2 separate regions of the Gasterosteus aculeatus genome follow, and region 1 is linked to region 2. The links are chromatin contacts, called in public Hi-C maps. All regions are on one chromosome and are shown on one strand. The core of a region is the stretch at or near the end of the contact, and the rest is flanking DNA. Distances in the headings are between cores, read along the strand shown. Region 1 has its middle 12 kb from the start of rps8a. Region 2 holds the start of LOC120816439 (forkhead box C1-A).

Evidence for each region. Hi-C and Micro-C count contacts between places; a contact is called where the count stands out from the background.
Region 1: a Hi-C map of skeletal muscle shows a contact between it and region 2, with 6 times the contacts expected there. The contact joins the enhancer-like site here to the promoter of LOC120816439 in region 2. A contact is called at or near these places in 4 of 6 Hi-C or Micro-C datasets (skeletal muscle, tail fin and whole body).

The regions. Positions count from the first base shown.
Region 1 is chr3:11,688,026-11,691,769 of fGasAcu3.hap1.1, forward strand. No RefSeq gene overlaps it. Among protein-coding and RNA genes, the nearest start is that of rps8a, 12 kb to the right of the region's middle. Within about 2 kb of position 1,491, at least 1 of the 9 cell types and tissues checked has open chromatin away from gene starts, as enhancers often do.
Region 2 is chr3:11,577,669-11,581,219 of fGasAcu3.hap1.1, forward strand. LOC120816439 (forkhead box C1-A) reads left to right here and starts at 2,019. Exons shown (of 1, transcript XM_040172042.2): 1 at 2,019-3,551. The coding sequence starts at 2,313.

The DNA.
Region 1 (3,744 bases), core at 241-2,740, 110 kb after region 2:
CTGGTTCAAAATGTGCAAAGATGAAAGGTTGGCAAAGAAGCAGAGTTGAAGGCACGGTGGTGGCGGCCTGAGGTGGATGTGGAGGTATACGTGGCACACGATGTCACAGCCAGCAAACCTCAAGAGTGACAAGCAGAGTCGGCAGAGGTGAGCTCTCCACGCTCGGATTCCACAGGTCCTGTCATCACCTCCGCCTTGTTTAGTCTAAATGTCACTGTGTATCAGCTCACCGTAACACATAAATATTCCTCTTTTTCCCCTGGAGACAAAGGAGGAGACGGTGCACGGAAAAACCACATCTAGAAGCAAGCTATAAGAGATATTTATACGTTTAATGTAATATTCTTTCTTTTCAGATTTTACCCTTTAGGAGATTCCTTTTCATTTCAACAAATAAACTAAATGTTTCATATATAACTTTCAATTTGCAGAGGCAATTCGGAGATAAATGCTATTTTCCTTCGCCTTTATTATCTTTTAAATGAGAGGTTTTGTCTTTATAGGTGACACACAAACTTTCTGTGATACAAAAACAGTTTTTAAAACTCATTCGTTTGTGATCTTCACCATTTTTTTCCCGTTCCAAAGAAGTTGTTTACATGATTGCTTCGCACCATGTACGGCCATCGGTGTGGCCATCAGTGCAGTGATAATAAGTTATTACCTTTTTGAATGATGGCCAAAATGACAAAACTATGACCCAAATTGGACATGAAAAGATGTTCCTTCTCATGTCATCATGGCGGCCAGCAGCTCAGTAAGGCCCTGAAACAGCAATCACATCCCTCCTCATTTGGTGACACTGTTACCTACTCACAGTGTTTCTGTACCATTCGGACAGTGTAACCAATAAATGCTGACAACTTTGGTTGAATATATTGCACCATTATCTATATTTTTTTTCTGTTATGCATGGAATTTGATTGATTGATGGCCGGACCCACTTAGTACTGCATACACGTTATAAACAGGTATAGCAACTGCTTCCAACACTTAGATGTTTCTATGTCGGTTCACTTGATGATATAACATATCCTTTTTTCAAATAGAAAATTATTCTTATTTCGTCAGGTTTTATGTTATTTGATCCATATCTCATTAAAAGGAATATCAGTCTTTTGTAAGGCATTCGTTAGACCACAGACATGTAATATATGACCGCGTGCCTTTACCAAGGTGTCCTAATGAATGCTATATGGGTTGCTTTTCTTTTGCACACTTGTTTTACAAAAGAAGAAGAACTTGGTGACTCTGGAATTGAAGTGCAAAGTTGACGCCTGGAGCTCCAGGGACCAGCAGTGCAGTAAGGGCTTCAGGCTCAGTGATATCCTGTCCCTTTTATTAAACTTCACATGTTTAATAAACACCCACTTACGACATGTCATAGAGGCACCACCCTCTGGCGGGAGACTTCAACTACACTCAGGACCTCATATCACAGTGTATTGTGAGTCTTTCGTGAACTTGTCTCGGATGATTCCTGCTTCTTCGGCCCTGCACGATAAAAGAAAGCTGTATACTCAACACAAACAGATGGAGCTCCGGGCCACACACCATCACCTTCAGCGTGCTCACACGGACCACCATCGTCCATCTCCCCACTTTCTCACACTCTTTCTCGCCCTACCATGTTTAGAGCCAAAGCTCGGGACTAATTGAATAAGCAGCGACCCTGTGGACCGCCTCTCTGAGGGATTAGGATATGATCTCAAAAGAGCGCTCCTCAGAGGGCAAACACAGCCAATTTAGAGCCATTTCATGCTCTGCACTCCAGCGCACGAGAGGCCGGCATGAAGGCCACACACAAACACGCACGCACACACATACACACACACACACACACACAAGAGAAAAGTAATTCATGGCCTCGCAAATCAAGCATGCTTCGAATTCTGGTCTTTCTCTTATGAAACACAGCTGTTTTCTTTTTGTCCCGCCAAATAGGACATTAATTATATTCCACATGTTCATATGATAGCAGTTAAACAGTAATTATTACAAAAAAAACATCTCATATCACAGTTTGAGGAAAGAATAGACCCCTCTATAGATTTTGCCCCACTGGTTTGACCCCTCCATCTCTGTTTTAGCAAATGAATTGTGTTAATCCTGTTTTTAATGACGCATGCTTCCACTATGTTTATTAAAGTACCAATTGTGGACTTTTTCTTGCAATTATTGAAAGCAAAAGGGTCTAATTTACAGTCAAGAATTCCTGGTGATCTAAAGCATATATGAACTTTTTTTTTTATATTTTTGTCCAGTTTACATAGCATTTGTGTTGTTAAGTTACTATTATTATTCATGACAACTCTTTATAAAATCCTCATCTTTCATTGTTGCAAAATGTGTTAAATGCTGTTTTTATAAATATTTATTCTTAAATGTATCATAGATACATGACAGTTTATTCTTTGTACCATGGCTGTTTTGGGGTTTTCCCTGTCTTTCTTAAATATGAAATTCATAAACTTTCACATCACTTAAAACACCAATTCTAGGGGCTCCGGGGTTCAGATGAAGCAACTCAAACAGTGTGTGTTTTATTACATGCCTCAGTTATCCCGGAAAGGGGAAGCACATGTCTCGGTGAAACACGATCGAATACAGATTATCTGTGGATATTCTGCTCTGCTCTAACCCTCACATAAAATGAATCATAAAAAAGTCGGTCCCAATTCAGTGTACGTTATTTGTAGTTGTCTTCTTCAGAGAGCGACCATGGCTGTAGTTTATGTCCGCCTCTCTTTTTCCAGCTGCCTAATAGGACTGTGGCTTCCCCCCTGGCAGAACGAGAAGTATGCCATTAGTTCACCAGGCCTGCCGATGCTGTCAAAATACCAGTGAGGAGGAGATCTATTAGATACCTATATTTCCTAATAGAACAGCCCCCATCTCTGCCTTTCCCCTTGGCACACTGAATCAGGAGACAAAACCCAGATGACTGGTTTTGAATCTATGAAAACATGCACTAAGTACACTGCTTTGGATGTGGATTCTAAAAGAAAATAATGAAAAGCCACTAGTGGAAAAAAAAGGAAAAAACGCTTAAATTGAGAAGACACAGTTCGCTGTCGTGGGGAGCTCCAATGCCGACTGCACGTTTTAGTTTTCTCTTCTTCTTTTCCTGTTGATTTTATCACTTTGGGCGCCTTTTTGCAGAAACCTCATCAAAGGGGGACGGTTGCAAGAATTGAACTTTACCTTCTTCCTGTCCCACAAACAAAGTTAATAATTTGTCAGTGCCAGTCGCAAATCCTGCGTGCGATCTCACCTCATCTATCTTCGTCATGGGATTCAGAAATAGTTGGAAGCCTTCTATGGTATTTAGTACTGAGATTGAGTTCCACAATGAAGCGAGCCTGATTCCTTAAGTAGCAGAAGGAATGGTGCAAGAAAGATTTGTAATAAAACCCCGCTCAGGTAAATTACTTTTCAACCTGTCATCACCCGCAAGGGTAATATTATTGGAAACAGGCGGTGTGTATAACATGTGGATATTGGCAACTCCTCTCATGGTCCCTTTAGACTTGGGCACCGGTGAATTCCACTCTTCTTTTTGAATTATCTTTAAACTTGGATTTGGCGGACAAGTTGATGTCTTTTTCTTTCCACTGCAAATTATTTATTAGCTCAGCCGTTTTGGAATGAACTTTACATTGCAATTTTTGTCATCTTAAAGTTCTCTGTTGTCTGTGTTGGAGGAAATACTAATTACACTCACCTATTCATTTTGATGTTATT
Region 2 (3,551 bases), core at 769-3,268:
AATAGTCACCACTGCGCGATATGGTAACACCACACACACACACACACACACACACACACACACACACACACACACACACACACATATAGATACACGCTAAATAGTTAATAGCTCACCAGCAATATTCATCTCAGTAGTATAGAGACGCACATATTTCTTGGAAAGGGAAACGTCTGATTTAGTGATGTTTTAGTGACATCATTACCTATATATAGTTATATTGTTTATAGCTGAGGAACCTACGAGTATCTTGGGCGTTTTTTAATGCACTCATCACATGGGTTCATCAATCGTCTTACAAAATGTTTGGTGGCCACTAAACAATGGACTTTATGACGGTTTCAAATGACTCAAATCACAGTGTAGGCTGGGAGCAACTAAGGATTTCTAACTTTTCCTTTGTGACCACTAGAGGGAGCCAACCTCCTATTTTTGAAGAGACTTTAGTAGCAATGGCAGCTAACAGTGCTTTTTAACAACAACGACGTCAAGGAGTCTCACCCACCTAGCTGCTCTACCTCCCTCTCTCTCTCTCTCTCTCTCTCTCTCTCTCTCTCTCTCTCTCTCTCTCTCTCTCTCTCTCTCTCTCTCTCTCTCTCTCTCTCTGTCTCGCTCATCCCGTTAATTGTTTTTATGGGACCATCCATTTGATTTAATTCACAGCCAACGGCCTCATGTACCATCTATAATAAACTAAATAGTTATGTTAATGCTGTTTTTTTAACACCTATAGTCTATTGTTTGTGGAAAACACAAAATTCACAATGGGGGAAGATTAAGAGGAACAAAATAATTAACACTATAATTGAATTGTAGAATCAATTATATTACTTTACAACCACGACGGTGTCTTCATTATATTAGACAAAAAAACCAAACAAATCAACATACTCCCAACGTTGTTTGCTTTATTTGTTTCTTTATTATCTATCGTGTTCTTCGACGCTCAAATCAAATAAAGGAACCTTTCAGTAGAACTGGGTGGGCAGGCCGGCGCATTAAGTAAAAAAGCCCGTGGTGAATTGTGTAAACAGCCCGGGGCGGAGGAAAAAGTTCATGCCCGGGTCCATGTAAGGAGAAACCGGCGGAGCAGCAGGCCACTGCACGGACATTTAATTAATAGGACCTGCAGAGGATTATGTCGATATTAGGACTGTAACTTTGCCTCGCAGTGGCCATTAACAATTTCATGCGCAGTCGCCTTTACAGCAGGCCACGCGGAGGCCTTCAGGGTCGGCTTCTGCCAATCTTTGATCACGATCTTCTTTTATTTCAAACCACAGCTTCGCGATAATAACCATACGGCATTCCGTAAAACACCCGATAAATCCCTGGGGACGTTTTTTTATTTATTTATTTATTTTTAACGAATGGAGTTCCTTGTGTGTGAATCACGAGGAGGTCACAATTCTCGATAAGGCCCCGGCAGATATTCAAACCCTTTTCGTGTGAGGTGTCACCCTCCTCCCGTTTGGTTCGCTGGTGTTGAGTAAACTCTCACACCTCAGGCCACTCGCGGACCAAACCGTCCTTTAATTCCCGTTGTAATGAGAGCTCACTTCGCCGCCCACTTCCCAGCGACGCGTCCCTCCGGCCCGCTTTCATCTCCCGGTCACCTGCTTGCCGGCGTTGGGTCCTTTTAACCAACACGATGCATTTATTGTGACCGTAAAACGGGAGGCAAACGACACATATTAGCGTACTGGTGCCAGTATATGTTCTATTATTACAAACGAGAAAGCATAACATATAAAAAGTTAAATGGCCTTTCGTAAATTGTTATTTTTTCGTTGCTTTGGGGAGATTTGCAAATAAATCCAATGCTGTAACATTATGATGTGTTACAAAGTGCGCGGTTGTGAGTTCGTCTCTCACTTTCTGAGGGTCTCGGCGGCAGAAGGCTGGCAGTTACCGACACCCCCCCACCTCCCTCCTCCCTCCTCCTTAAACGCCCCCAAGTGCGTCCCGAGAGCCGCCCCCCCCCCCCCCCCCCCCCCCCCTCGCTTCCCATTGGACGTCTCGCGCACTCTTCTGGGAGGAGCTTCGCTGGCACCAAAAAGGAGGAAAGAAACTGCCCCAAAAAGTCCTGCGTGGTGACGGATGTCCAAAGTTCAGAACTTTTTTAATTTGACTCCCATAGAGACGCGGGGATGGGGACGGCTTGAACGGCGGCTGAGATCCAGTTTCGTTCTTCTCCTTCTTCTTCTTTTTAAACTGAGCAGCGCGGAACTGTGATTTTGGGAGGAGGAACAAGTGGAGCTCTCTCCGTCTCTTGCGTATTTCTGGAGCTTTTATTTCCAAGCCCGAAGACAATGCAGGCTCGCTACTCCGTCTCCAGCCCCAACTCCCTCGGCGTCGTGCCCTACATCAGCAGCGACCCGAGCTACTACCGGGCCGCGGCCGGCGGGGGGTACACCGGGATGCCCGCGCCCATGAACATGTACTCCCACGCGGCCCATGACCAGTACCCCGCCAGCATGGCCCGGGCGTATGGACCGTACACCCCCCAACCCCAGCCCAAGGATATGGTCAAACCCCCTTATAGCTACATCGCGCTCATCACCATGGCTATCCAGAACTCGCCCGACAAGAAGGTGACCCTCAACGGGATTTACCAGTTTATCATGGAGAGGTTTCCATTTTACAGAGACAACAAGCAGGGCTGGCAGAACAGCATCAGGCACAATCTGTCGCTGAACGAGTGCTTCGTCAAGGTGCCCCGTGACGATAAGAAGCCCGGCAAGGGCAGCTACTGGACCCTGGACCCGGACTCTTACAACATGTTCGAAAACGGGAGCTTCCTGAGGAGGAGACGGCGGTTCAAAAAGAAGGACGTCGTGAAAGAGAAAGAAGAGCGGCTGCAGAAGGACATGCCGCCGAGGGGGCAAGGCCGCGAGCAGGAGCAGCCGGTGCAGGGCTCCAAGCCCGTGAGGATCCAGGATATTAAGACCGAGAACGGGACGGTCACGCCGCCGCAGTCCGACTCGCCCTCTTTGAGCGCGGTGCCCAAAATCGAGAGCCCGGACAGCAGCAGCAGCATGTCCAGCGGGAGCCCTCACAGCATCCCCTCCAACAGGTCCATCGGCATGGACGGCTCGGAGCACCACCAGCACCACGGGCAGGCCTCGACGCAGGGCTTCAGCGTGGACAACATCATGACGTCCCTCCGGGGGTCTCCGCAAGGTGCCACGGAGCTGGCCCCCAGCCTCAACGGCTCCGGCAGGACGGGTATAGCACCGGCTTTGTCCTTAAACTATTCTCCGAATCAGACGTCTGTCTATAGCTCACCGTGCAACCAGAGCGCCATGTCCACTACCTCCAACGGCACCTATCATTGCAACATGCAGGCCATGAGTTTGTACGCCGGGGACAGGTCTAGCCACTTGGCGCCGAGCACCTCCGTGGACGAAACGTTGCCAGATTACTCGGTGACCACCACCTCATCTCCCATGAGCCACGCTAATCTGAACTCGGTGCAGGAGGGCCACCATCCCCACCAAGGGAGGCTGACCTCATGGTACGGAGACCTGGGCCACTTGGGCGCAGCGTAC